Linked DNA regions of Mus musculus: all the other regions are linked to region 3. The links are chromatin contacts, called in public Hi-C and promoter capture Hi-C maps. All regions are on one chromosome and are shown on one strand. Each heading gives the region's core, a stretch centred on a gene start, on an enhancer-like site or on the middle of the called end of the contact. The rest is flanking DNA. Distances are from core to core; before and after follow the strand shown.

What was found. Promoter capture Hi-C pulls out the DNA fragments that hold promoters and counts their contacts. A called contact is a pair of places that touch in the nucleus more often than the background predicts.
Region 1: a contact with region 3 is called in a Hi-C map of CD4 T cells, with 4 times the contacts expected there. The contact joins the promoter of C1d here to the promoter of Mdh1 in region 3. A contact is called at or near these places in 1 of 39 promoter capture datasets (pre-B cells) and 2 of 484 Hi-C or Micro-C datasets (CD4 T cells and pre-B cells).
Region 2: a promoter capture Hi-C map of pre-B cells shows a contact between it and region 3, with 4 times the contacts expected there. The contact joins the promoter of Eldr here to the promoter of Mdh1 in region 3. A contact is called at or near these places in 1 of 39 promoter capture datasets (pre-B cells) and 1 of 484 Hi-C or Micro-C datasets (CD4 T cells).

What each region holds. Positions count from the first base shown.
Region 1 is chr11:17,256,249-17,258,948 of GRCm38.p6, reverse strand. It overlaps C1d (C1D nuclear receptor co-repressor), which reads right to left and starts at 1,402. Exons shown (of 5, transcript NM_020558.4): 1 at 1,291-1,402.
Region 2 is chr11:16,950,015-16,952,714 of GRCm38.p6, reverse strand. It overlaps Eldr (Egfr long non-coding downstream RNA), which reads left to right and starts at 1,433. Exons shown (of 4, transcript NR_110425.1): 1 at 1,433-1,695; 2 at 1,785-1,833. Fbxo48 (F-box protein 48) reads right to left here and starts at 1,305. Exons shown (of 4, transcript NM_176982.2): 1 at 251-1,305.
Region 3 is chr11:21,570,505-21,573,204 of GRCm38.p6, reverse strand. It overlaps Mdh1 (malate dehydrogenase 1, NAD (soluble)), which reads left to right and starts at 1,271. Exons shown (of 9, transcript NM_008618.3): 1 at 1,271-1,475. The coding sequence starts at 1,473. It overlaps Wdpcp (WD repeat containing planar cell polarity effector), which reads right to left and starts at 924. Exons shown (of 18, transcript NM_145425.3): 1 at 835-924.

The DNA of each region.
Region 1 (2,700 bases), core at 153-2,652, 4.3 Mb after region 3:
ATGAAAGAAAGAAAGCAGCAAAAACTATCTTCTCAAAAATGTGGGGCTTGTTTTTACAATTACCTCTAAAGTAATAATAATACATAAGGTTGTGATGTAGACAAAATAAATATCAATAAAACTCTTAAAGCTATACTCCATTAGTAGAATGCTCAAAGTACTAGTTCATAATATTAGTTATTATTTAAGAAAGTGGAAATAACAAAGAGGTAATCCACTGTAGACTATTCAGAGCCATACATGAAGAGTCAAATGCTTGCAAACAAGTGCTACTGTTTACCCATAGAACTTTTCAAAGTTAAAAACAAGAGAAAACTGCATCCCTATAGGTACCGGAAAGCATCCACAACATCTCTGATTTGGGAATTTCACTTCTATTACTAGAAAACAACAAAAACTGTTCACACTGTCATCTTATCTTGTAACAAAACAATTCAGTCTATCAATTCCACCATCCAGAAGTAGTTTTCTAAAGTTCAATAAGGATAGCTGTCATTTATAAATAAAAACTAACGTTGATACTTAGTTCTGTCTACTCTTAGTCCAAACAGGTTAATAATTACACCACAGACATCTCACCAGGGCAAATACACCTTTTCCAAGCCAAAACTAAATTGTAGTCAACACATTTTAAGTCATTAACGCTATCTTCCAACAGAAATTTGAGCCACGATGAAATTTTCCCAGATGACACTGAAAAATTCCTCTTAATACAATCCGCTACAGCAGAAAGCTGCCGGCCCGGCCCGGTTTCCCACGCCTTTAATCCTAACACCTAAGAGAGGGAGGCTGATCTCGGAGTTCGAGGCCAGCCTGTTCTACAGATCGAGTTCCAGGACAGCCAGGGCTATACTGAGAAACTGTGTCTCGGAAAAGAAAAAGTAAAATTAAGGAAACCCTTGTTTCAAAAGGGCTAACACTGCCACCGCAAGCATTCCGACCTTGGGCGGAACAGGAAGGGCTGCACGCAAAGTTACTTTTTCCACCTTCCATTTTGTCTCCGTTTAGATTTGGAATCAGCTAGAAGCTGATGGCGTTGGGTGTTTTACTTGTCGCTTTTCAACCTCTGAAAGGCAACGTTAACAGTGGCAGCGAAATGAAGACGGTATTGACAGAGAAACTAAAGGCCAAAGCAAAGCCCGAGAGCCGCCACTGCAGGGACTACGCTAGAAGCGAGCAGTCCCGCTCGGCTCCTCCCAGTCGGCCACAGGACGGACGTGATCCCGGGGTGCGGGAAAAGAGACTGTGACGGGAGCACGACAAGCACCCGAACGCGGTTCTGCACAATACCTCAATACCGTGGACGCCTGTCTCCGGGAAATAGGTCGCACGATGATGACGCCATGACACGGCTTCTGCCTGCCGCCCGTGCGTCTCTCCCGGTCGTGCGCGTGCGCACTTCAGTCCCGAGGCTTGCCCCGCCTCTGTCCATCCAGGAGCTAAGTGCAGTGGTCTGTCTGTCTGTCTGTCTGTCTTTCTTTCTTTCTTCTGTCTGTCTGTCTGTCTTTCTTTCTTTCCTTCTTTCCTTCCTTCCTTCCTTCCTCCCTCCCTCCCTCCCCCCTCTCTCTCTTTCTCTTTTTGACACATTTTTTAATTAACTATTTATTTACATTCCAGGCGTTACCCCCCTCCCGGTCCCCCACCCAGTTCCTCACACCATTCTGCTCCCCATCATCTATCTCCCCATCCCCCATTATTGGGGCCTCAAGACCCTTGGGAATTGGACCCATCTTCTCCAACTGAAGCCAGACTAAGCAGACCTCTGCTACATAGGTCCCAGGAGGCTGGGGAATGGGTGGCACTTGGCTCAGCCCATGTATGCTGCCTGGTTGTTGGCTCAGCCTCTGGGAGCCCCCCGGGGTCCGGGTTGGTTGAGACTGCTGATCTTCCTATGGGGTCACCCTCCCCTTCAGCTCCTTCAACCCTTCCTCTAATCCAACCGTAGGGGTCTCTAACCTCAGTCCGACAATGGTTGGGTGTAAGTATCTGCCTCTTTCTCAATCAGCTGTTGGTAGAGCCTCTCAGAGTGGACAGCCATGCTAGGCAAAGAACTTAAAGGTCTCCCGCCAAGGTGGCAAGATTGGAGTCGAAGGCCCTGGCATTTTGTCTAGATTAGGCTTCTTCAAACTGAATGTTCCTTACACCTTTGTCCATTTCTTTGCTTTGATGGAAGTTGGGTCCCTCCGGACCAAACTGTGCACCTCAGATTAATCTTTGGAGGGGCTTCCCTAATATAGTGCCCGATACCTGGTTAGGTGATAGTTATGAAAAATAGTTTCAAAAATTAAATGAGGGTGTGAAGATATGAAAAGTACAAGTTCATATTTTGTGTTGTTTTTGTTTTTGAATGGGTCTCACTGTGTGATATAGCTGACCTTGAATTCAGGATTATCAGTACTAGGGTTACAGGCCGTGCCATCATTCCTAACTGTGTTCGATAGTTTTATGTCAACTTGGCACAGGTCTCCTGAGTGGAAGGAATCTCAATTAAGAAAATGCCCCATAAGGTCAGGTTGTAGGCAGTCCTGCAAGGCATATCATTAGTGATTGACAGGGGAGGGCCCAGCCAATTATGCATGGTGCCATCCTGGACTGGTGGTCCTAGGCTGTCATAAGAAAGTAGGTTGGGCAAGCCATGAGCTCCTGCCTCCAGGTTCCTGTCCTGTTTGAGTCCCTGCCTTTACTTCCTTAGGCAAGAGC
Region 2 (2,700 bases), core at 184-2,683, 4.6 Mb after region 3:
ATCTATCTTATGTGCCTAATTATGAGCTAAGGATCACTGTCCCCAAATCTATTACTGAGTGACAAGTACAATCTAAGTAGTTCATAATTCAGCTAGGAATAGTATATAGCTATAGATGTAAAGCCTTATTCCAGCTAATGTTCTCAAGGACCACAGTGGAAGCTTCTGGAAGCTTCAAGGCTGCACACATCATCCTGGGCCATGTTGCAATATAAGCACAATTTGTGTTTACCTACTTTATAATACTTACAGTTCCTTTTGTGGTGGAGAATCAGGATACAATAGGCATTTGATGTATAGCTAAATATCTCTTCATTCAGTGACTAACAATTCCCTTTTCAGATGCACTACTCGAGTCTTTGTAGTTAGTAACATCATGGTGACTACCTTTGGTTAGGCTGTTTATGATCCAAACTGGTTGTGGTTAGAACTGTAATGTCTGAACTGAACAGGGGCTTCCTTTAGAAATAGAAAATAGAAAGCAACTTGGTGTGCAAAAACAAGACAAAACCCACAAGATCAAGTATTTGCAACGAACCTTCTCCCCTCCTACCACTGGTACAAACTAAAGGCAAAGTGTCATCTTTGAAACTAAGTTTCTATTAGGAGGTTACACTACACTCAGATGTTTGCTGTTTCTCCCAGGCTCTCCCTAGGAATAAAATCTTTCCTTCTGTCAAAGGAATTCCACAAGAGGCAGGAAGTTTTTCAATTGAACATTCTGTGGTGCCTTGGTCATATTCCCAAAAATCTCACTAGGAATCTTCTAAATTATCTCTCTTGAATGCCTCGAAAGCTATTCCTTGTATGTCGCCTCTTTTTGAACCAACCTTGCGGAAATATTGCGTTAGCTTGCGGTCCTCCCACCTCCTTTTCAAAGATCTGCTTCTATGTATGTGTATTGCCGGTTTGCTTGCAAACAAGTCTCAGCACACAGTGCGTGCGCTGCCCGCAGGAGCCAAAAGGGGGGTGGGATCCCCGAAATGGAGTAACAGTCAGTGGCAAGACCCCTCTGTGGACACTGGGAACTAAACCTGGGTCTTTGAGAAGAGCGGTCACTCTGGGCCACCTCCAGCCCCTCCATCCACCGTCCTGTCAAATGTCACTAGGAGTGAGCAAACCGAGAAAGAGCATCGTCGGGCAAGACTAGTTCTCAGGGAGCCCACACCAGTCCTGGCGAGCGCAACCACATCCCTGTGCTGTGAGGACAGGCAGGAGAAGCGACCGACCACAGCTGAGCACGCTGGTCCCTGTGCAGGGAAGGGCAGAGCTGCCTCTCCTACCTAAAGGCGCGGTGCCGGCTCCTCCCGCGATTTCAGTCCTCCGGATTTGAATCTTTTCCGGAAGGCCTTCATGTCCCGCCCTCTCAAGCCTCGCTCCACCCATTTGCATGCGCGGTGCCTTCTGGGATTGGTAGTTTACCCTGCGTTTCATCACCGTAAGGGAAGGAAAGAAAGGAGGCCCAAGTCACTGCAAGGTCCAGCGTCCCCGCTGAGTGACAGCGGGCACATGGGCGGGACTTAAAAGAGCGGGACTTACAAAGGGCGGGACTTACAAAGGGCGGGACTTGCAAAGGGCGGGACTCCCAAAGTGCTTTGGTAGCTAGCGAGGGCTTTGAGACGGCCGAGAGTTTGAGCGCCAAGGCTCTCTCTCCCCAGGGGACTCTGCAACCTGACTAGGTGCTCCTTCCCTGAGGTGTGTGCTCGACAAAGGTTGCTGAAAAAGTTCACGTTGAAATTTTTTTTGATGATAATATCGTGTTACTCATTTCCTTTGTTTCTTAGCATAGTAACATTCCAGGGAGCTGCCCGGGGAAGCTTAACGCTCGATGCGGTATGTATTCTATCTAGTAGCATCTTGCAAAAATATAGTGAAATATCAAGGACTACCGAGACTGCTATATACGATGGAATTGCAAACCTTTCAGCTTATGTGGTTATTAAGTTAGCTGAACATTGTAGTTTTGTTCCCAGAGAAGATATTTGCTAGCATTCAACATTTACCCCTTGCCAGTCTTTCGTGCAGTTCTGTATTTCTCTAAGACTGCTTTTGCATATTACACCCTTACGGCCTTTAGTTTGAACATTCTATATGTCTCTGATTATAAAGATGTTGAAGCTAAGAGATACTTGTTTACTTAGGCCTAATGGCAGAAAGCATCCTGGGGAACTTTCCAGGATGTACATATATATACATAGAAACGCTCAATATCCCCTGTTATGGATTCAAGAAACTGTGACTCCCCTGGGAAGACACATTTAAGAGCGGACTACCTCGTGTATTGAGCTTCTTCACATTCCCAGTTAATGTCTGAAATAAGAAGTCAGAGACTTACCAGAAGGAACAGACCTTGGGGTGAGAGCTGAGGGAAGGGAGCTGCTTTCATAAAAAACACCAATCCGATCAAAGCCATACATCCCACTAGCTGGCATAAGAAAGCCTATAGCTTTCTATAGAAGATATGAGTCAGAAATACAAGGAAAGAGGAAATGGTGTGTGTGTATGTGGTGGTGGTGGTGGGGGGGTGGGGGGAAGGGGGCACCATTTGGTGTGTGCTGGTTGGTTTTTGTCAACTTGACACCTTGGAAGAAGGAACCTCAAATGAGGAATTGTCTCACTCGGACTGGACTGTAGGCAAGTTTATGGTGGCATTTTCTTGATGATAGATCTATGGCGAGCCCAGCCCACTGTGGGCAGTAT
Region 3 (2,700 bases), core at 22-2,521:
CATCTCTGGGCTGGTGGTCCTGGGTTCTATAAAGAAGCAGACTTAGCAAGCCATGAGGAACAAACCAATAAGCAGCACTCCTCCATGGTCTCTGCAACAGCTCATGCCCTCCATATTCCTACTTATTCTGAGTTCCTCGAATGATGGGCCAAAATGTGGAAGAGTAGGCCAAATAAATCCTTTCCCCTAACCTGCTTTTGGTCATGGTGTTTCATCGCAGAAATAGAAGCCCTGACTAAGGCATCATATTTCTCTCTCCAAATACTAAATCTTCCAAAAACAAAACTGAAGCCATCCACCATCCATTTAATAGTGACAGAAAATTCTGACGTTAGACCAAGAGCATATTCATTGGTCTGTTCCAAGGCACATGTTTTCGAATATCCGTACAACAAACGGAGAATACAGATTTCCCTTAACAACTTTCATTTTAAATGAAAGCCTCTTGAGATGTTTTAGCTGCTAACATTTCGCCTGAAACAATCAGTGTCTCCCAACTTCCCCTGGAAGTAACAGGTTTCCAAAAAGAGAATGAGCAAAAAGTGTCAATATTCACAGTCGGCAAAGAAAATTAGATCGGTACACCACAAGTAAACACAAGGAAGGGGCTCACTCCACAAACAAAACTTTCTGACTTTACTTTGGAAAAGTTACACTGACTCAAACTGCAAGACACTCTTCGTCCCTCCTGAAAACTGTGGCATCCACACGCTCCTGACACTAACAGGGGACTCCGGAGGTCGCCCACAACCACCGGCTTCGGATTCAGGATACGCGCATCAGTGCCGCACCCTGTTCTGACCCCCAGATAAAAACCCTCGGGGCCGAGCTCACCAGCCTGGGACGTGAGAACACAGCTCCACAAGCTCTTGGTCTGGAGAGCGCTCAGGTGAGGCTGCCTCGTCGCCTAGCAACGGTGAAGCTGCCCGTTCTTCCGCAAGCGTCAATTCCTCCCGCCTCTGAGAGAGTTTTTAAAAGGTTTTGTTTCCGGGTCGAGCGGGCTTTAAGCAACGGAAGGTCTCTTAGCCGCCCTTGTTTAGTCTTGGGGGAGGATAGATTCTCGGTGGAGCGACGTGTGCTGTCGCTCAGGGGTCGTTTCTCCTCCCTCGAGTTAACGCCTCCTCTCCTGCCAATTGCTGAGCGCCATCAGGCAGGCGCCTCACTCAAAGCACCAACCCTCTGCTCACAGACGCGCTCCAATCACCGAGGCTCAGCCCCGGGACTACTTTGCAGCGAGGCGCGTAGGAAGAAGGGGTTTGGGGGAATTGTAGTTTAGCACTGTCAGGAATGCACGAAGGTGGGCGCCAGAGGTCGCCGGAAGAACTACACTTCCCAGAAAGGGCCGTGTCTCCAGCCGAACCTTTGCGGGCCAGCCCCGCGTTCTCTCCCAGAGTCTGTTCCGCTGTAGAGGTGACCTGACTGCTGGAGACTGCCTTTTGCAGGTGCAGAGATCGGCCTTGCAGTTTGCAATAATGGTGAGTGTGGGCTCCTGGAACCTGCAGCAGCTCCGGCCTCTCGGCCTCCTCCTGCGCTTGATGCGCTTTTAAAAAGCAGTAATGCCGGGAGCTGTCCTCCGCGCGGTTTGCAAAATCTGACTCATTCTCACGACTGTCGCAGTAACCCAGATACTGGAAAGGGGTTCGCAAGGACTCTAGAGAAATCACTGTCCTTGGAAAGTCGGGTCTCAGTCCTTGCGCAGGAGGGACAAAATTTTCTCCGAAGGACCTTAAAGGATTTGTTGTGGGGGATGAGAATTATGGGAGGGGAAGAATTAGGTCCTAACACTATTTTGCCTCTTAAGCTCTTGGAAAGAATAGGCCTCTGATGTTGATTTACCGGTAGTGCTCCAGGTTATGATCCCAGTTTTCAGGAGACATGTTTCCACCATATTTGATTTAAAAGAAAACAAATGTTACTGAAAACCTATTCTTGATCTCCGTTTGTAATGACAGGACTAGCATCGCTAGTCAAACAGTGCCGATATTCTTTACTACTCTGTCATAAATTCTGAAGGCCTCCTTGCAGATGTAACGTAACCATCTTGTTGAAGCTCTAGATCTATCTTGTCCTCAGCGGGCGGAGGGGGGTGACGTGAAAGAGAGCTCTGACGTAGGACTAATCTTCATGCTGTTTGAAGGTGACATTTGCCACCAGACTGGAAATTGCTAAGTACTTTGAAATTTACATTTTAAAAATACGTGTTGTCCTTTAATATCAAGATGGGAAATGTGAGATGAATTGAAAATTTTTGGATGAATTGGAAATTTCACAGAACCCAAGGAGACATGTTTTCAAACAAGGACAAAAACTCCCTCAATCTCTATAAGAAACCCTAAGGGAATAATTACTAATTTCCAGTCATTGTTGCCTAGTTATTTTGACACATAAGTAGTTATTTAAATTATGGCTTAAGCAGTCTCTGTCTTAATAATTTTAGTAATAAAGTGGCACTAGTTATCCAAGAACTTCAGACTTTAGGCTGTTAGGCCTATATGAAAACCTTTTTACAATCATCTTATCCAAAACCCCACTTTAAATACTAAAATTTAATTTGTTGAGACTCAGAATGCGAGTTGCTCAAGGTCATAAGGCTTGCACCTAGGGTCTCTTGTTCTTCCCATTTACCAGGATTGTATTATGTGTTTGGCAAATCACTTCATAATCCCCTTTAGGAAATAAGTCCACAGAATCAGCATGTAA